Regions from separate parts of the Mus musculus genome. Here regions 1, 2, 4 and 5 are each linked to region 3. A link is a contact called in public HiChIP or PLAC-seq and promoter capture Hi-C data. All regions are on one chromosome and are shown on one strand. The core of a region is the stretch at or near the end of the contact, and the rest is flanking DNA. Distances in the headings are between cores, read along the strand shown.

Region 1 (3,900 bases), core at 377-2,876, 350 kb after region 3:
GTATGTCTGCATACTATGTGTGTGCAGAGCCAGAGGAGTCCAGAAGAAGGCACTGGAACCCCTAGGACTGGAGTTAAAGAGGTGCTGAGAATCAACCCTGGGGCCTCTGCAAGAGCAACAAATGCTCTTAACTGCTAAGCCATCTCTCCAACCCCAAGATATAGCTCTTCATGGTCTTTTCTTTCTTTCTTTCTTTTTTTAAGAATTATTTATTTATTATATGTAAGTACACTGTAGCTGTCTTCAGACACTCCAGAAGAGGGAGTCAGATCTTGTTACTGATGGTTGCTGGGGATTGAACTCAGGACCTCTCGAAGAGCAGTCAGTGCTCTTAACCTCTGAGCCATCTCTCCAGCCCCTTGACTCAAACTGGCTATGTGGCTGAGAGTGCCCTCAGCCTTCGGTTTCGACTGCCTTCCCTCCCCCCATTCTGGGGGAGGAGGCTGGGATTATAGTCTGTACCACCAGCTCAGTCTTACAGGATACGGATGCTTGAATGCACAGCTCTCTATCATGTTAGGAAAGCACACTGCTGACCTAGCTAATCCCTAGGTCTTTCCTTATGTTCTTAATGGTTGCTTCTTGCCTCCTAATGTTTCTGGAAGGGACTTGACTGACTTCTTGGGCAAAAGCTTCTGTTAGTTTCTACCATAGTGGGAGCAGGAAGTGGTGTGTTGTTCCTTAAGTTAAACATAACAAATCAGAGTAAGAGAGGAACACCTGAGACTGCAACAACCCCTATGGTTCTTGTGTTCTCTAGGCATTCCAGCGCAAGCACCTACGTTGTGGCACCAATGTCTGCAGTGCAGCCATCTCACAGGAGATCCTGCAGCCGCCTTTGCATCCGTACTTACTCTCTAGTCCACACTCCATCAGCTTCATGTTCCTTCATTTCCTGCTTAACGCTAATCCTGCTATCGCCAGGAAAATCCCATTCCAGGTTTTCAATGTTTCAAGCCATCCCCCTCTAACCACTCCCTCTGTGTCAGGGTCTCCTCTCTCCTCTTGTATTTAAGGCTGTCCTCAAACTCACTATGTAGCCCCAGACTGGCCTTGAACACAGTCCTCCTGTCTTGCTTTCTCAAGTGGCATGTGCCACTTTCCCACCCCCACCCCACTTCATTTCTTTTTTCTATCTTCAACTTTTTCCTTTATCACACACCGTTCACTGCTGGCCATCAAATTTGTTTCATCCTAAAAAGCAATTCCGTACTTGCCTATGTATTTCCCTCTAAATTCCGCATACGGGGCTGTCCGTGGGAAACTAAAAGAGGAGAAAGGACTCCTATAGAATAGTGGTTTCTGAGCAATAAAGCTAACTGAGAAAGGGGATGTGGAGGTTTTGGCAATGACTCTGGGTAAAGAGCTTGCTCTGCACGCATGAAGACCTGAGTTCAAATCTCTAATGCCCACAATAAAAGCTGGGCCAGGCAGCATGTGTTGCCATCCTAGCACTATTGGATCAGAGGCAGGCAGATCCCTGACGCTTACTGGCCAGCCAGCCCACCCAAATCAGTGAGCCCCAGATTCAGCAAGAGACTCTGCCTCAAAAACTAAGGCAGATGGGCTGGAGAGAGAGCTCAGTGGGAAAGAGCGCCTGCTGTGCAGAGTTTGGATCCTAACACCCGTGGGAAAAGCAGGGCATGGCTATAAGTGACTGTCATCCAGTTCCATGGGGGAGAGAGACAGGAGGAGCATTGCGGCAGGCCAGCAACCTATCCAGGTTCAGTGACAAACTTGTCTCTAGAAGGTAAGCCTGAAAGGGAGGGTACCCACCATCCTTCTCTGGCTCCTAATACCTCTCCTCTCCTTCCCTCCCTCCCTTATTTGCTCTTTCTCTCCTTCTCCACTGCCCCAACCCCCTGCAAGACACAGACTCACACAACAAACTTCCTATTTTTCTCTCCCCACATAGCTACACACACACACACACACACACACACACACACACACACACTGAAGGATATCAGATAGCAATGTGACGTGAATCAGGTAAACACGTAGGCGAGGATGGAATAATGAATGAAGAAAGGAGATTTAGTAAGTGAGTTGAGGACGTTTATTGGTCCATGTATAAAGTGAATAAAATGAATAGCGGCTGCCCATGTTATTGAGTAACGACATAAACTGCAGTTAAAAACACAAGAGAGGTTAGGTTTGGTTGGGAGCAGTTCTAGACCAGCCTGGGCTGTTGAGTGAAACCACATCTCAAACAAAGCAAACAAACAAACTCCACAAACCTCAGAACAAGTTTCCCTTTACCCCCTTGTCACCCCACTTGGTCCTCCTCAGCCACTGGGCAGATTGTCTATGGATTGGTGATGAGAGTTGATGGCAGATTAAGACAGACAGACAGACAGACAGACACACACACACACACACACACACACACACACACACACACACACACACAGGTAAAGCTGCCTGGAATATCCCTCTATACAGGGTGGGCCCGGGGATGGGAGAGCTTTGGAGCATGGCTTGCTGCCAGTCTTGAGGACTCTCGGCTTAAGAAGGTCCTAGACTCCCCTTCCTTTTCCTCTGGTGCAACACTGCTCGTGAAAATGCACTTCTCACATCTACTTTCCCTGAGTTTCTCTACACTGAAGTCTTCTCATTCAGTGTAGAGTTGTGCTCCTGACACTCGAAGCAAAGCAGATGGTTTTCCCTCCCCATAAGCAGGCAGCCATCTGGTGAGGGGGCATTTGGCTCAGGCTTGGGGAAGGAAGCAAGCCACCCAAGAATTCTACCTTATGCTCAAAATGCCATCATCCGTGATCATAACTAATGTTTATTGAGCACTTACTATGTGCCAGGCCCTGTTCTAAGTGCATCACATGTATCACAGTAATTCACTCACCATGAGACATAAGACTATTAATAGCAAAACCGTTAGGGACGGGAGAAACTAGGCACTGAAAGGTTAATTACTGGCTTAGGATATAGTTCAGTGGTAGAGCATGTGCCTATCTCACAGGAGACTTTGAGTTCAAGTCATAGCACAAGGAGAGAGACATGCACAGACAGAAACAGAAACAGAGAGAAACACACGAGAGAGAGAGAGAGAGAGAGAGAGAGAGAGAGAGAACCTGAATGATTGCATGATTGCTTTGTTGAGTTTAAGCAGAGGCAGGATGACTGCTGGTATTTCAGAGCCATCCTGGTCTACATAGTCTCAAGCAGCCAGTACTACATAGTAAGACCCTGCTTCAGAACATCAAACCAAAGGAAACAAACAAAGAGGTTAAATTACTTTCTCTCTGTGTTAAGTAGGGGTGAAAGCAGGGTCTGAACTCAGGCACCCTTGCTCTGAGGCTCAGAACGAGACTCACAACATGTAAGTTCCTGGTATTTAGACACAGCCCCGAGGATCTCTCTGTGTCTCTACCTCTCTCTCTGCTCTCTTTTTCACTCTGTGTTTGCTCACACATAGCCACCTATGCTATCTACATTGAGCAGCTGATAGGAAAATCTATTTGAGTCATTCACAGTTGTCTTAGTTAGGGTTTTACTGCTGAGAACAGACACCATGATCAAGGCAACTATTATAAGGACAACATTTAATTGGGGCTGGCTTACAGGTTCAGAGGTTCAGTCCATTATCATCAAGGCGAGAGCATGGCAGCATGCAGGCAGGTATGGTGCAGGAGGAGCTGAGAGTTCTATATCTTTATCTGAAGTCTGCTAGCAGAATACTGGTTTTCAGGCAGCTAGGATGAGGGTCTCAAAGCCCATACCCACAGTGACATACCTACTTCAACAGGGCCACACCTTCTAATAGTGCCACTCCCTGGGCAGAGCATATACAAACCATCACAACAGTGCTATGTAAATGAGACCCTTGGGTGACTTCCTGCACACCTGACAGCAGGTCATCCAGACTTGGGAAGTCTGACATTG
Region 2 (4,122 bases), core at 1,046-3,545, 350 kb before region 3:
CCTGAGTTTGATTATTTCCTGCCGTCTACTCCTCTTGGGTGAATTTGCTTCCTTTTTTTCTAGAGCTTTTAGATGTGTTGTCAAGCTGCTAGTATGTGCTCTCTCCCGTTTCTTCATGGAGGCACTCAGAGCTATGAGTTTCCCTCTTAGAAATGCTTTCATTGTGTCCCAAAGGTTTGGGTACGTTGTGGCTTCATTTTCATTAAACTCTAAAAAGTCTTTAATTTCTTTCTTTATTCCTTCCTTGACCAAGGTATCATTGAGAAGAGTGTTGTTCAGTTTCCACGTGAGTGTTGGCTTTCTGTTATTTTTTTTGTTATTGAAGATCAGCCTTAGTGCATGGTGATCTGATAGGATACATGGGACAATTTCAATATTTTTGAATCTGTTGAGGCCTGTTTTGTGACCTATTATGTGGTCAATTTTGGAGAAGGTACCATGAGGTGCTGAGAAGAAGGTATATCCTTTTGTTTTAGGATAAAATGTTCTGTAGATATCTGTCAGATCCATTTGTTTCATCACTTCTGTTAGTTTCAGTGTGTCCCTGTTTAGTTTCTGTTTCCATGATCTGTCCATTGGTGAAAGTGGTGTGTTGAAGTCTCCCACTATTATTGTGTGAGGTGCAATGTGTGCTTTGAGCTTTATTAAAGTTTCTTTAATGAATGTGGCTGCCCTTGTATTTGGCGCATAGATATTCAGAATTGAGAGTTCCTCTTGGAGGATTTTACCTTTGATGAGAACAAAGTGCCCCTCCTTGTCTTTTTTGATGACTTTGGGTTGGAAGTCAATCTTATCAGATATTAGGATGGCTACTCCAGCTTGTTTCTTCAGTCCATTTGCTTGGAAAATTGTTTTCCAGCCTTTTATTCTGAGGTAGTGTCTATCTTTTTCTCTGAGATGTGTCTCCTGTAAACAGCAAAATGTTGGGTCTTGTTTGTGTAGCCAGTTTGTTAGTCTATGTCTTTTTATTGGGGAGTTGAGACCATTGATGTTAAGAGATATTAAGGAAAAGTAATTGTTGCTTCCTGTTATTTTTGTTGTTAAAGTTGGCATTCTGTTCTTGTGGCTGTCTTCTTTTAGGTTTGTTGAGGGATTACCTTCTTGTTTTTTCTAGGGCATTGTTCCCGTTCTTGTATTGGTTTTTTTCTGTTATTACCCTTTGAAGGGCTGGATTCGTGGAGAGATAATGTGAGAATTTGGTTTTGGAGTACTACTCAGCTATTAAAAAGAATGAATTTATGAAATTCCTAGCCAAATGGATGGACCTGGAGGGCATCATCCTGAGTGAGGTAACACATTCACAAAGGAACTCACACAATATGTACTCACTGATAAGTGGATATTAGCCCAAAACCTAGGATACCCAAGATATAAGTTACAATTTCCTAAAGACATGAAACTCAAGAAAAATGAAGACTGAAGTGTGGACACTATGCCCCTCCTTAGAAGTGGGAACAAATCACCCTTGGAAGGAGTTACAGAGACAAAGTTTGGAGCTGAGATTAAAGGGTGGACCATGTAGAGACTGCCTTATCCAGGGATCCACCCCATAATCAGCATCCAAACGCTGACACCATTGCATACACTAGCAAGATTTTATCGAAAGGACCCAGATGTAGCTGTCTCTTGTGAGACTATGCCGGGGCCTAGCAAACACAGAAGTGGATGCCCACAGTCAGCTAATGGATGGATCACAGGGCTCCCAATGGAGGAGCTAGAGAAAGTACCCAAGGAGCTAAAGGGATCTGCAACCCTATAGGTGGATCAACATTATGAACTAACCAGTACCCCGGAGCTCTTGACTCTAGCTGCATATGTATCAAAAGATGGCCTAGTCGGCCATCACTGGAAAGAGAGGCCCATTGGACACACAAACTTTATATGCCCCAGAACAGGGGAACGCCAGGGCCAAAAAGGGGGAGTGGGCAGGTAGGGGAGTGGGGGTGGGTGGGTATGGGGGACTTTTGGTATAGCATTGGAAATGTAAATGAGCTAAATACCTAATAAAAAATGGAAAAAAAAAAAAAAAAAAAAAAGACTGTCAAATTTAGAGACAGCTCTAAATAGAACGTCTGTATCAACCCCCTGTAAGGCACGGGGACATCCTGAAAGCGGAGGCAGAAAGAACAGAGGAGCTAGAGATGGAAAGTGTTGCCTTCTGAACGTAACACCATCGCCTGCACAAGACACGCAGAAGAGCATGCCAACAAGATTAGCCACTATCTAGCAGGCTGCGTTAGCCGGACTCCGTGGTCTGCCTCACCCTCAACCCCACCCCAAAGAACAAGAACAGACATGAAGGTGAGAAGGTGACACGTCGGGAGGAGAGTGGAGGGGAGTGAGGGGAGAAAGTGAAGTAGATATGACTAAGAGTGTATCCGTGATCTTAAAAAGAAAATGCCTTTGCTTATACCTACAGTTTGTATATTAGCAACGGGTCTTTGAAAGTTGCTCAAATAATTAATTTTTTTTAATCCTTTGAACCAAGGATTTCATTTCAAAGTAATAGTCTATATTATACAATCATATACATTTCATACTCTCTTCAATCAAACAATGTTACTGTATTTTGATTAAGAAGAGTATGAAATCTGTGAGATTTACAAAATGCTATAATATTCATGAGCAGTATAAACAAAAACAGCCAGTCTCCTTGCAATTCCTACCTCCAAACTCTCATACACACAGAGTGACCAGTGCTCGCTCGCTCGCTTGCTTGTATGTTCTCTCTCTCTGTCTCTCTCGGTGTGTCTGTGTGTGAGAGAGAAGCATTTGTAAATAATTCCATTGAGAAAGAATTTGTATACTGTACAATCCATCCATGACTCATCCAACTCGCAGGTTTTCACATTGGCAGGGTTGAAATCTTTGCACTTGGTGTTTAGACAGGATGTAATAGGAAGAAACCAAAGTGGGGGCAGTGGGGACGGGTGTGTGTGTGTGTGTGTCTGTGTGCACACTCGAGTGTATGTGTGTTACAGAAATGCCTACCCTTTTCAGAAGTAAAAATCGGTACCTTCCAACATTAACCTGTGCAGTTTCTTTCCAAATGACTGCCCTTCAGCCCTGCACCTTCCTCAGGCCATGGAAAGAAGAACCTCTACGGCACAGACTCCCATGGAGCCTCTGTGCCATGTGCAAAGTGCTGGACGGGAAACAGGCGTGCTCAGACGGTGGCCATCAGGGCCCCCGTCAGTGGAAACTTTTGCCAGGGCCTATTCTGGGCTCCTGCTTTGGAATTTCCTGCCACTACCCTGAGGAAGCGGTGAGACCCTGTTGTGGTTTAGCTGATCCAGTGGACAAATGTTTGTCGATACCAGCCATATTCCAATTATTCTGCTAAGTGCAGAAAGCGTAAGTGCAGCTTACAGCACACAGCGCACGTGCCATCAGCTCCACCGTGCAGGCAGGTCACTGGCAATGCAAATGTACGGGCCACAGAAGGGACAGGAGACACAAGCTGTCTCTAGGAAAGGAACAGCTTTGTCGTGTAAGGGACAATTCCTACCACATTCACCCCCACATTCCAACACCAGCACAGGCTGAGCTTCCCCACCCTCCTCTTAGGCAATGTGACCGAGTAAGAGTAAACCTTTGTCTGTCTCCATAGAATTACTAAACTACAACAAAAACATGTTCTACATCATTTAGCTGCAAGGTGCAAGGGTGATGGTCACTCTCTGTGGACTCCAATAACATGAATTCCTTAGTTCAACATTAGTGCTAAAGTTAATCTCACTATTTATGGCCCAGGATGAAGAAAGGTATTTTACTAGAAATTTTTACAGATTTCACAAAATTCATTTGAACAATGCCATCAGTCAAATAAGCCTTGACCAAAAAAAAAAAAAAAAAAAAAAAAAAAAGCTCCCCCCACCCCCACAAGATGATTAGTACTTTGAAGAAAAATCCAAGACTAGTGCAGCAAGGTAGAGGTGGCAGGGGTGGGAAGGGTGAGACACATAATAAGAATGACCTGAGAAATGTGAAAATTCATTACACAAAACCAAGAAGCACGGAACTTCCACCAGTATGAATGGCTCCAAAGGGAGCAGCCAAATTGGAAGTTATGGCACCTTTCTTAAAAGATTTGTTTTTCTCATTTTTATTTATGTGTATCTG
Region 3 (4,157 bases), core at 1,454-3,953:
ACTCCCACAGCTGTCCTCTGTTATCTACACTCCCACTGTGGTGTGTGACACCCCCCCCCCAACACACACACAAATAATGTCATAAAAAAATAAAATAAGCTACACAGAGAAACCCTGTCTCGAAAAACCAAATAAATAAATAAATAAAATAAAAAGACTTGGAGTATAATGCAAAAATATTATTTGCACCTATATTCAGAAAGTATCAATGAATAAAACAGAAGAGATCAAGATGAATATGACATAGGAATAAATGTCTCATAGGAATCACGCCTTCCTGTTTTGGAGAATGTTAAAGTTTCACTCACTGGTACACTTCACTGTTTTGGTTGTGATCATGTAAAGTCCTGGCAATCACTACCATACTCTGCAGGCTCAGAAAAATCAACTTGCCTTATTAAGACAACAAATGAAACTATAGTAGGTTCTTCTTTATGCCAAGGATTAAAAAGAGCAGGGGTCTGGTGATGTGATGTAGCTCAGTTGTTTGAGCACTTGCTGAGCATACATGAGGCTCTGGGTTGACTGTGCCAGCACGTCTACCAGGTGTGGTGGCATGGATCTCCAATCCCAGCATGGTAGGAGGACCTCAGACATTCAGAGTGATTCCAGTCTAGCCTGGGATATATGAGCCCTTGTCTCAATAAGGAGGGGGAGGGAGAGAAAGGAGAAGGATAATGGGGAAGTGGGGGAGGAAGGGGGAGATGACTGGGGAGAGGAAGAGGAGGAGGAGGAGCAAATAGGGTAGAAGGTGAGAAGGTGGTGTAGTCCCTGAGTGGTGCAAGATCTGTCACACTGGTGCCAGCCTGCCTCTGTAAAATACCACCACCACTGGAGTTATCAAAAAACAGCAACTATCAAAACAACGCCATCTCCTCAGTCTGCAGGAGGTGCCCCACAGAAGCTGGTACCACTTTTCCCATCTCAGCTTACCGTGAAATAACCATCACAGGAGCTGTTCACAATGGCAACACCTCGTCCAGCCTCCCCAAGCAGCTGGGCAGTGATGGAGCCTCAGCCAAAGCAGCCTGTGGCTGGGAAGGTCCTCCCATCCCAACCCATAGGCCCGATGCAAGGAAAAGGGGTGGGGAAAAAAAACCCACCAATCCCTGAGCTTCAAACAAAAACATAGTAATCCCTGAGCACAAGAATCCACCAATCCCTGAGCTCCCCAAGCTCAGGACTTGAAATCCTACCAATCCTCATCCTGGAAATCTCTGTCCTGAAAAGCCCCACCCACTAAGAAACCCTATATAAGCCCTGCTCTTTGTTCAATTCCCTGCTCTCTGCTCCTGGAGCGGAGGTGGCCACCCCTGGATTCATCCCTCCACATTTTGGACCCTCCAATAAATATCTTTTATGAGCTTTGCTGCCTGGTGGTACTCTCTCATCAGAAGCCAAGAAGCAATGAAGAGAAGGAAAGAACAGGAGTGGGGCTGAGCTGGGGATACCCTCCCCCTGGGAGCTGCAACACCTCAGTTAGGAGGCTTCCTCTTAGAGCAGTGTGGTTCCTGGGCTTCTGTGTTTCAGGACGCCCTTCCAACTGAGCAAGAACACTTAGAGAAGGCCGCTGGGCCAAAGTCAAAGAAGAGTACAGAACACATCTGGTTGAGACCATCCAGGTGCTCAATCGCATTACCATATTTACTGCTAAATGACTTCATACGTCCTTTATTTATTTTTTCCTTTAAACAAGTAACTGGATACACGCTGGTAAATGCTACCTACCTATTTGACACATTTCGGTTCTGAATTCCTTTTTAACTTTTTCCTTCTGGGTTGAAGAGAGAATTCAAGGCCTTGCATATAACAATACACTTTTACTTTAAAACACCCAGTATGGGGAAGACTGGGACAAAATCAGGAGTTCAAATTCAGCCTGGGATACGATGAAATTTACACTCACTCTCTCTCTCTCTCTCTCTCTCTCTCTCTCTCTCTCTCTCTCTCTCTCTCCACACACACACACACACACACACACACACACACACACACACACAAAACAAAGCCAAATAAAAAGCTGGGCATGATAGGGTTTGCCTGTACTCCCTGCACTGGGGAAGCCGAGGCAGAAGGAGCACTATGGCCAGGCAGGCCAGCCTGGCAGTTAAGTTTGTGGTCTTAGGTTGGATTAAGTCTCTGTCGTGTTAAGATCAGTCCAGCTCCTTCTCTAAACTTCACAGGCCCAGAACACTGTGGAAGTCCCTTCTCCCACTACTGGTGAGACAGGCTGGGCCTCCTGAGCCTCAGAGTCTCAGGACGGTGGCGAGGGGCCGGGGGTGGGGGGAGGGAGGGAGCTCGACCCACACCTGGTCCCCTCGCCCAACTTCTGCCCGATGCCCAGATTCGGACATGCCCTGGGGGTTCCACACAACGCAAAAGGGGAGCACCAAGCCTGGAACCACCCTCCCAGCCGCGGAGAGCACGTCGACCCAAACACCGCAAGCCTTCGATCCGCGGAGAGCGCGCCTTGCTATCCGCGTGGGCCTGCGTGGACGCCAGGACCGCGAACACCCAGCTGGCACGCGCGTCCGGACAGCGGAGAAAGAAGCTCCGGCCACCCATAGGCCAGGGTCCTGCAGGGGGCGGGTTCCCATGGCAGATACGAGCTGTGGATTGGTGAAGCATCCGAACGGAGAGTTTGGATTGGTTGCTTCATGGGGCGTCCTCCGCGGAGAAGCGGCAAGGGCGGAGGGCGTGGCGGGCGCCTGGCCCTCCCTCCCCAGGAGTGCGGGCGCCCGCGGGAGGCCCCGTCGTCGCCGCCTGGGACCCTGGCCCAGCTACGCGGGTCGCTCGGGACGTGCGGCGGTGTGGAGTGAGGTAAAAAGGCTGTGGCCGGCTCGAGTGTCGCGGCGCCAAGACTCGAGTCGGGGCATTCCCCTCGTGCCCGGGGCTCCGCGTGGGGGACCCTGGGGGAGGCCCGCGGCCTGGAGGGCACAAAGGCTGGCCGCGATGGGGGCGCCTCGCGCGTTCGCCTCCATCTTGCGGACCGTGCCGGGTGGAGGCGAGCGGAGGGGCAGGCTGTGGAGGGCCAGCGCGGCCTGCAGAGCGCGTGGGGCCGCACCTCTGGCAGCCCCATGCAGCTGTGCGCGCGTCGACCTTGGTCGCGGAGAACCGGCGGGTCACAGCCACAGCCGCTCGCGTCTGGACGGCTGCTGCTTCCATGGCCCAGTGAACGCATCCGGAGGAGGAAAGCAAAGCGGCGCACTTTTTATCTCTAAGATCTACCCTTGTCATCTGTCACCTGTTAGCCAGTCTCAGCAGCCCGGGAGCACATGCCCCAAACTTAGTAATTTTATAATTACCATGTTTTATTCAATTAAAAATTAAAAAAATAATAATAAAAGCTAAAAACTCCCAGTGCCCGAGCAGAGTAGACCTTACTGGGAATTGATGGGGTCCGAGACAAGGAAAGAGGTAGTCTGGTATACAGCTTGCGACACTTTTTGCTTTGGGCTTGGTTCAAATACAAGCCACTACTCACCTAGTTCTCTCCAGCGGACTGGGTTAAATTCTGGATCACTTAGGAACAGTGGGTGTAAGGGAACCCAGCTTCACATCATCACAGAAGCTTTTAAAAACTTTTTCCCTACCCCCACAACTGAAAAACATACCCTTCTCTGGGCAGCCCATATGGGCCTGGGTTGGCAATGAAGTGGTTTCCCCGCCCCCTAACAGGATGAAAGGTCTGTAAGGGAAGGAAACCAAAAGAAAACAAGAACAAGTGAAGCCCAACGTTGAGGGAACCGGAACTTTTAAAAGCCTTTAAGTTGTTGGATTATTTTTACAGGTTAAGGAAGCAGCTGGGCTCTCTGAATCAATTCAGACTTTAGTCCCTTTCATACTACTAATTCAGGATAAATTCACGTGTGCCTTAGTTCTCTCATCTATAAAGTGGAATTTAGGCCCCAGCACGACAGGACAAAAAAACATGGCTAGGAAGAGTAATAGTGCCAATTCCAAGGTTTATAAAATACCTAAGATAAGAAGAAATACTTAGACCTACCAGAGCACTCGGGAGAGAGAGGCAGGTGGATCTCTGAGACTGAGCTATATAAACACAGAGACCTGTCTTAAGATGCCCCACCCACCCACCCACCCAGGTACCACTACCAAATATCTGTATAACTCTTGCTTCTTCTGGTGTCTGTCTTTCT
Region 4 (3,754 bases), core at 659-3,158, 410 kb before region 3:
TCTTCAGACACTCAAGAGAGGGCGTCAGATCTCATTACGGATGGTTGTGAGCCATCATGTGGTTGCTGGGATTTGAACTCAGGACCCACAGAAGAGCAGCCGGTGCTCCTAACCGCTGAGCCATCTCTCTAGCCCTTGCTCAGCATTCTTATCTTCCAAGCTCCTACAAAACATCTCATTAAATTCTGAGCACTCACTCGATGGCTTTTCCTGCCCAAAGTTCCAAATGCCACCATAATCTCCTCAAAACGGCAGAAAAAAAAAATGTCAATACAACATCCCTCACCTGGTACCCATTTCTGTCCTACTTTGCTTTGCTGTTGTGATAAAATACAAACCAAAGCAACCAGGGGAAGAAAAGGCTAATTTGACTCCCAGATCATGTTCCATGGTCCAGGGAAGCCGGAGCAAGAACTCAAGGCAGGAACTGAAGCAGCAGCCACTGGGAAACCGGAAGGCCACTTACTGGCTTGCTTCCCCTGGTTTGCCCACAGTGGGTGGGCTCTCCCACATCGATCAAGCACTCAAGGAAATGTTCCACAGACATGGCCACAGGTCAATTTGATGGAAACAATTCAAGTCATCTAGGTTTGTGTCAAGTTGACAAAAACTAACCAGCTCAGAGACTATTCCCTCCGTCTCTTCTGAGCCAGGCTGAAGCCAGCCAGGGATTTCTGCTTGGTGACAAGTCCACAATATTGCCTTACGTGACCTGTGGCCCCTGGAAGGCAAAGCAGTGTGTTCCCAAATGTGCAGAAAGGGCCTTGCAGCACACTCAGATGTCTTCTTGAGCCAGCTGTGCTGCCTTACCTAAACCTTTCTGGACCCGGGGTTTTCCTTTTTAAAAAACCTCAGTAAGACGGTGATCTGAGACAGAAATGCTTTCCAGACATAGCTTTGCCCACCCTCGTGGTTCTGCGTTTCCGGCTGGCCGCTGGGGTATCGCAGAGATGACTCTTGGGGAGGCGGTACTCAGAGGAGCTGGTCTGCATTTCTTCCTCGCCACTGGGGTGCCCGCTGGGGTGCCGGGCTGCTCAGAGCAGGCACACACCCTGCCTCCAAAGGAACCCTAGTCCCAGCTGCTGACTGATCAGAATCCCTCCCCCATCCTGGGCCTGACCCTCTACAGAATGCAGCACCAGTGTCTCCGAGCCCAGAGCGGACGCCCAGCCGACCAGCCCCCAGACAAAGGCCCCATGATGCAGAGGACAAGCCAGAGTCTGTGTGCCAACCAAATTCAACTTCAAGTAGGCATGCAGGATGAAGGGGGGCTGACGAAGAGGAAAGAGGTGAGAGAGAGAAAGATGGGAGGACGAGGTTTCCCCTTTATCAGGACTGGTCTGGCAAGACCAAGGGTTTGGCTCCCAGTGGGCGCTGGCTCTGTGACTACATCAGTCATCCCCTCCACGGTGGGTCGGCATATGTCTGGGGCTATGGGAGGGAGATTCTCCTCGGTAGGTAGAGACGCTAGATTCGCCTCTCCCAGTGGCTTTGGTCCCTGGTGATTTCGGTTGCAGAGACTTCCTCCTATGGCCGGCTGCTGATCCCAAGGTTTTCATGGCTCAACCTCTCCAAGTCTCCCCAAGCCTTCAGCAGGGATGGGCATGACTGAAGCACCCGCTAGTGCTGCAGGCCACACACCCCCCAAATCGGCACACTCACAGCTGTCTGGAAAACACTTGGTAGCTGTGCACACATCAGAAACTGTTCTCATCTCTGGACCCTCTCCAGACCCAACTGCAAGGGGAGCATGGATCGGGCTGACTTGCCTCAGCCTGCCAAAGTGCAGGCCACATGGCTCTGTCTTCAGCCACTCAGCTGAATCCCGAGGCAGCCTTCTCCTCTGCTTGGGTGCAGAAACGGGGCGACACACTTCCCACATCTGAAAGACAAGCCTGTCGGGCCGAGGAGGGAGGGGCCTGACTCCCTAAGGTTGGGTTCCTCTCAGACTTCTCCCAGGAACACAGGCTTGTGCTAGGGGCATTGAGAGCTTCCTCAGCCTACCACCCCTCCCCCACTTTGCCTCCAGCCTTTCTCCAGCTTGTGCTCTGCAGCCATTTCTTGTCACTGCTGAACAATAAGCCTTGCAGGCAGCTGGCAGCTTGGCCCTGCCTGGGAGGCGGGGGAAGTCTGTAGCACTATGGGGCTGAGACAGCCAGACTGCTGCAGAGAGGGTTCCCAGCTCCAGGGACAATGTCACCATGTGCTGTCTGATCCTGTCGTGCACAGGACAAGCCATCCCAGATGCCTCCAAGGGTGGCACCTTAGGGCCTTCAAGAGTTTTTTTCAAATCCTTTTGGTCTGCAGTCCAAGACCAGCCCTCCCACTGTGATAACAAACAAGGAGAGGCCAGATAGCCAGCCTCATCTTGCTCCCAATAAGTTACTAACCTCAAGTCACATTGCCAAAGTAAGGGAGTCTGAGAACACCCAGAGTGCTCAGTCACAGAAAGTTCTCCCTACTGGCTAACTGCTGGTCCTACTGGCTGCTCCTCTCCATACCTTAAGGTAGTGATGTAGGTATGTCAGGAGGGGCACACCTCCCCCCAACCCATCCCAGACCCGGGGAAGAGTTTTCAGGTCTCCAAACTATAGGCAAGATATGCTGTGCTAAAAAGACTGGAGAGAAACTATAGCCTCAGCAACTCAGGTGGCCAAGACAGAAGCACTTACATGCAGGTGTTTGAGACCAGCTGGGATAACAACCGGTTTCCATACACACAAAACCAAACTTATTTAGGGCTGGAGAGAAAGAGAGGAGCAGGCTTGGGGTTGGTGACAAAGGGTCTTCTAATGAGCCAAGCTGAATGCTACTCCTCTGAAGCCATAATCAGGCTCCTTAGAGCAGAAGACCAGACCCCTCATAGGCCTAGAGCTTTCTGAAGATATCCCCCTCCTATGTGGCTTGGCTGTTAACCCTGTTCCCTCCTCTCCAGCACTCTGGTACACTGGGGCTCCCTGGACACCCAAGCCAATTAATCTCTTTAGGGGTAAACGTCCACCTTACTGAAAGCCTGTCTGCCTTGTTTGCGCCAACACTATCTTAAGGATTGTGTGGGTTGCAGTATCACTTTGGCAATGTGTCTCTGTAAAGGGCCAAATGGCAACTCCTTTGAACTAAGAGTCAGTACAACTGTACCTGCTCAGCTGTACTATGGAGTCAGACATCAGCCCTAGGGACGCATACCTAAGTAAGCACGGCCATTGTCTGGGGCCACTCTACTGCTTATTAACACTGGCAGTGTATAGTTTGTGGGGGTGTGACGTGACGACGTCTGGAGAAGACGAAATCCCAGGGTTCCTGTTCTTCAGAACTGTAGTGTTGCAAAGAAAACCTGTGTGCAGCTCAGGTGAAGCCAGGACAGAATTTGTTCTTGCAAAGTCTGGAGCCCTGAAAGAGTTGAGGACAGGATGGGCTCTTATGAGGAGGATGCGGAGACGGATTCATGGACAGGCATTTGAGGTTGGCCTTGAAATGAGGCTGTTCTGCACCAGAGTGTGGGAGCAAGGGCAGAGGCAGGGTGCTGGTGTGTCCCCGAGAGGGAGCTGTGCAGATGAGGAGCAGGAACCCCGGAGCAAGCCTTCTTTCTCATTCTGTAGTGTGAACTGCCGACCCTGCCTCTGTTTTTCTGTTTTTAAAGATAGGGGCCCTCATGTGTCCAGGGTAGAGCTCAAACCTCTCAACCTTCCCACCATTCCCCGATGCCTGCCCCTTCTCAGTGTAGACATAGTTGTGGTCCTGCCAATGGCTTCAA
Region 5 (4,178 bases), core at 973-3,472, 370 kb before region 3:
AATGTAACACAACTTGTATAAAATACTATAAAGCACATGCCTTTAGCACTCCCTAGCACTGGGGAGGTACAGACAGGTAGGTCTCTGAGTTCAAGGCCAGCCTGGTACACATAGTGAGTTCCAGGACAGCTAGGAATACAGTGAGACCCTGTATTATATATATGGGAGCTATACAAGCCACGGGAGAGATACTAAAGTTCATGAAAACAGCGCCCACTGTTAAGGAAAGGAGGAGGGCGGAGGTGAGGAAAGACACAGAGTCTAGAGAGCTTGATTTCTTCGAAAAATAACAAAACCATCACTGATAAGTGGATATTAGCCCAGAAACTTAGAATACCCAAGATACAAGATACAATTCGCAAAACACATGAAACTCAAGAAGAACGAAGACCAAAGTGTGGACAGTTTGCCCCTTCTTAGAATTGGGAACAAAACACCCATGGAAGGAGTTACAGAGACAAAGTTTGGAGCTGAGAAAAAAGGATGGACTATCCAGAGACTGCCCCACCCGGGGATCCATCCCATAATCAGCCTCCAAACACTGACACCATTGCATACACTAGCAAGATTTTGCTGAAAGGACCCTGATATAGCTGTCTCTTGTGAGGCTATGCCTAGCAAACACAGAAGTGGATGCTCACAGTCAGCTATTGGATGGAACACAGGGCCCCCAATGGAGAAGCTAGAGAAAGTACCCAAGGAGCTAAAGGGGTCTGCAACCCTATAGGTGGAACAACAATATGAACTAACCAGTATCCCCAGAGCTCATGTCTGTAGCTGCATATGTAGCAGAAGATGGCCTAGTCGGCCATCAGTGGAAAGAGAGGCCCATTGGTCTTGCAAACATTATATGCCTCAGTACAGGGGAACACCAGGGCCAAGAAGTAGGAGTGGGTGGGTAGGGGAGTGGGGGTGGGTATGGGGGACTTTTGGGATAACATTGGAAATGAAATGAAGAAAATACCTAATTTTAAAAAAAGGAAAAATAACAAAACCAAATAAATGTGTTACAATTTAAAAATTCTAAATTTATTGTTTCAGAATAAACAGGTAAACAATACATTTTCTTCTCTTTTTTCTTTATGAATCCCATGATGCAGAACTTATAAGGAGATTTTTATCTACAGTCTCCAATGTATGTTAAAAATAAAAACTGGACATGGGGACAGAGAGAAGCCCTGGGGTTCAGAGCACTTGTTGCTGTCATGGAAGGGCCAGGTTCAGTTCCCAGCATACATGTTATGGCCCACAATTATCTTTTAACTCCAGTTCCAGGGGGTCTGATGCTCTCTTCTGACCTCCAAAGGTACCAGGCACATATGTGTGCACAGACATACATGCAGGCAAACACTCATACACATAAAAATAAAATAATGAACACTGGACATACATATAGTAAACACTCATCTCCCATGATTTTGTAGTAATGTATCCCTCTCATTAATTTTGAGGTATTACCCTACATTAAAAGTATAATTATATTATATTATACTTTTAATACACCGAGCAGGAAGCACGTTATCATGTGTCTGTAATCTGAGTGGCTGATTATAGATACAAAGGTGCCAAGTTCAAGGTCTGGGTTACACAGTGAGACCCTGATTCAAACTAGATAAACACAAAGCTCAACTGCAATGTTAAAGCAACCTGCAGTCCTTAAGGAGAAGGATGTCTGACAGGGCTTATAGTTGTGCTTGGGCATATTTCTTGATTGCTACGTAATGTCTACCATTCCAGAAAGATCATAAGCTTTCTCTTAAAATAGGAAGGTCATTTGGCTATCTTCTCAAAACTCCAAAGAATTTATTTCTTTGGAATGTATTTATTCTTTTATCTCCTTATTTATTTTATTTTGTTGCTCTGGAGTTGGACCAAGGGCCATACAAAACTAGGCAAGCATTTTAACGCTGTGTTATATCTCTGTCATCTACTATCTTTTACATTTTAGTACGGAGACAGTCTTGCTAAGTTGTCCAGGCTGGCCTAAAATTTGCTATCCTCCTGCCTCAGACTCTAAGAGTGGCAGAGATTACAGATATCTGCCACTAGATTCAATGTGTTGTTAAATGGAAGCTAGCTCACCCATGCCCCCACTGCCACACACCCAGTATCTTTCCCAGAGAATTCAGGTAACTACTATCAGCCTCGCTCCACCTCTGAGCACACTGATACCTGCTCTTGATGTCTGTACATCGGAGTGTGTATAGTGTGACTCATTTTCAAAGAGACTGTCTTGAAACAAGCCTATGTTTTAAGTACACACTTCTCTGCAAGCTAGCAGGCATTCTGAAGCTAGGTGGTTCTAAATAAAGAACTCTAGTCAACAACAGGAAATAACTCCCACAGAATACAAACTCTCACCAGCTCTTGCACACAGTTCACAACAGCCTTTTGTTTGCCCCACAGCACGCCTGAGGTCTCTCCTCAGAGCTTGCTCAGACCTTACAGAGCCATGAAGCATTTCTCATTCTCTTGCTTGTGTCCTTGCCTTTTCCCCTCTGAGGGAGTGAACTTACAGAAATTTCTGTGAGACAGAAGAACCAGAAAGAAAACAAGGCAATATTCTATTGTAATGTTGCGCTGTCTTAAACACTTCTCATTTTTTTTTCTTTTGGCTTAAAAATTTGCTTTTCACCAGGAATGATGTTATACGCTTTCTGCTGGCTAATTTTATCTCAACTTGACACAGCTAGAGTCATCTGAGAGGAGGGAACCTCAATTGAGAAAATGCCTAAGATAGGCTGCACACATGCCCTTAGGGTGTTAATTAGTGATTTATAGGAGAGGGCCCAGCCCACTGTGGGTGGTACCATCTCTGGGCTATAGTGGTCCTGGGTTCTATAAGAAAGAAGGCTGAATAAGCCATGAGGAGCAGACCTGTAAGCAGTACCTGTCCGTGGCTTCTGCATCAGCTCCTGCCTCCAGGTTCCTGTCCTGGCTTCCTCCAATGATGGACTATGATGGAGAAGTGGAAGCCAAATAAACACTTTCCTCCCCAACCTGCCTTTTGGTCACAATGTTTCACTGCAGCAATAGAAACCATAACTAAGACAGGCTTGTGATCTTAGTGCCTGGGAAGTTGAGGCAGGAGGATCATAAATTCAGGACCAGCTAGGCCTATACAGTGAGAGAAAGTGTCTCAAAACCAACAAACAATAAAACACCTGTTTCCCATCCAATGTATATGACACTACACACTTGTTCGCGCTCATGCGCGCACACACACATTCATACACATAGACATATTCGTTCACACACACACATTTTAAAGGAATGTGCTCACCTGAAGTGTTTGTCACTTAATAAAGATGCAGTGTTTATCAGCCCATAAAAAATCTAGCTTGATGGATTATCAACATTTTATCCTTGACATTTCAACAAAGCAACGCAACCAGAAGACACATTAATATTCTTTTCAAGATGCCCATCTTGAGTCTTAAGGGAAAGAGGAAAATCTCAAGACTTCAAGCCAGTCCTTTTCTTTCTCCTTTTCTACCGGAATCAGCTGTGATGCTTGCTCCACAACACAGGCACTCCCTCCTGACAGGAAGCTGACTGCAGGATGGCATTTCTTAAGTCCCTTCAATGCTCAGTGTCACCCTCTTCTAGCAGTCAACAAACCACAGACTCAGTGGGCTCTGCCCTTAAGACAAGAGGAATTTTCTCCCACATGATGGCTGAACCATGCTGGGCACAAGTAGTTCCTCCTATCTTTACCCTTCACAGTCTCGCTCGGTCTCCTACTCCAAATCAACCGCACTGGCCAACCCAGAACAGGGTCCAGGTGTCTCGTAAACGCCATGACGCGGTGGCGGCAGTGGTGGCAGCAGCGGCAGCGGCCACTGCCTACCTCCTGCCAGCTCTTGTGTTGAGCCACCATCTCCCTGCTCTCTCTGCTCTGTCCATCCGTACTTTCCTGTTTCCTCCCCTCCAGACTTGTCAGAGTCCTGCAGCTCTAGACTTTTCCCTCCAGGCTGCCGCTCAAACTCACTTGTCATACTGGACAAGTGCTCTACCATGACCTATCTCCAGTACCTAGAATGAAAACAAAACAAAAAACGCCTTCCAATAACCTCTGGCTACAGTCTGGGGGCAGAGGAATGTGTGCACCGGGAGTGGGGGTCAGCCGCAGGGGTGGTGGGTTAGGGTGGTGGGTTAGGATACCCACACGTAAGGAA

Evidence for each region. Promoter capture Hi-C pulls out the DNA fragments that hold promoters and counts their contacts. HiChIP or PLAC-seq counts read pairs in DNA pulled down with a chosen protein or histone mark.
Region 1: a contact with region 3 is called in a promoter capture Hi-C map of hippocampal neurons, with 2.3 times the contacts expected there. The contact joins the enhancer-like site here to the promoter of Cep68 in region 3. A contact is called at or near these places in 4 of 39 promoter capture datasets (the C10 cell line, cranial neural crest, embryonic stem cells and 1 more), 5 of 484 Hi-C or Micro-C datasets (CD8 T cells, the N1E-115 cell line, cerebellum and 2 more) and 1 of 115 datasets of contacts at active chromatin or transcription factors (pancreatic cancer cells).
Region 2: a contact with region 3 is called in an HNF4G HiChIP or PLAC-seq map of pancreatic cancer cells. The contact joins the enhancer-like site here to the promoter of Cep68 in region 3. A contact is called at or near these places in 4 of 39 promoter capture datasets (embryonic stem cells, liver, stem cell-derived epiblast-like cells and 1 more) and 2 of 115 datasets of contacts at active chromatin or transcription factors (embryonic stem cells and pancreatic cancer cells).
Region 4: a contact with region 3 is called in an H3K27ac HiChIP or PLAC-seq map of embryonic stem cells, with 6 times the contacts expected there. The contact joins the enhancer-like site here to the promoter of Cep68 in region 3. A contact is called at or near these places in 10 of 39 promoter capture datasets (the C10 cell line, HPC-7-derived erythroid cells, cranial neural crest and 6 more), 4 of 484 Hi-C or Micro-C datasets (bone marrow-derived macrophages and embryonic stem cells), 21 of 115 datasets of contacts at active chromatin or transcription factors (the NIH/3T3 cell line, astrocytes, bone marrow-derived macrophages and 11 more) and 1 of 9 other capture datasets (embryonic stem cells).
Region 5: an H3K27ac HiChIP or PLAC-seq map of double positive thymocytes shows a contact between it and region 3, with 2.1 times the contacts expected there. The contact joins the enhancer-like site here to the promoter of Cep68 in region 3. A contact is called at or near these places in 5 of 39 promoter capture datasets (the C10 cell line, embryonic stem cells, liver and 1 more), 1 of 484 Hi-C or Micro-C datasets (CD4 T cells) and 2 of 115 datasets of contacts at active chromatin or transcription factors (astrocytes and double positive thymocytes).

The regions. Positions count from the first base shown.
Region 1 is chr11:19,898,632-19,902,531 of GRCm38.p6, reverse strand. No RefSeq gene overlaps it. Among named protein-coding and RNA genes, the nearest start is that of Spred2, 24 kb to the left of the region's middle. Within about 2 kb of position 1,626, at least 8 of the 459 cell types and tissues checked have an H3K27ac peak or open chromatin away from gene starts, as enhancers often do. A contact at or near this core is called in cerebellum and hippocampal neurons, where this site is marked.
Region 2 is chr11:20,593,759-20,597,880 of GRCm38.p6, reverse strand. It overlaps a transcript of Sertad2 not described here. Among named protein-coding and RNA genes, the nearest start is that of Sertad2, 36 kb to the left of the region's middle. Within about 2 kb of position 2,295, at least 35 of the 459 cell types and tissues checked have an H3K27ac peak or open chromatin away from gene starts, as enhancers often do. A contact at or near this core is called in pancreatic cancer cells, where this site is marked.
Region 3 is chr11:20,247,970-20,252,126 of GRCm38.p6, reverse strand. Cep68 (centrosomal protein 68) reads left to right here and starts at 2,703. Exons shown (of 7, transcript NM_172260.3): 1 at 2,703-2,820.
Region 4 is chr11:20,654,240-20,657,993 of GRCm38.p6, reverse strand. No RefSeq gene overlaps it. Among named protein-coding and RNA genes, the nearest start is that of Sertad2, 24 kb to the right of the region's middle. Within about 2 kb of position 1,908, at least 174 of the 459 cell types and tissues checked have an H3K27ac peak or open chromatin away from gene starts, as enhancers often do. A contact at or near this core is called in astrocytes, bone marrow-derived macrophages, craniofacial prominence and 7 more, where this site is marked.
Region 5 is chr11:20,614,440-20,618,617 of GRCm38.p6, reverse strand. It overlaps a transcript of Sertad2 not described here. Among named protein-coding and RNA genes, the nearest start is that of Sertad2, 15 kb to the left of the region's middle. Within about 2 kb of position 2,222, at least 71 of the 459 cell types and tissues checked have an H3K27ac peak or open chromatin away from gene starts, as enhancers often do. A contact at or near this core is called in astrocytes and double positive thymocytes, where this site is marked.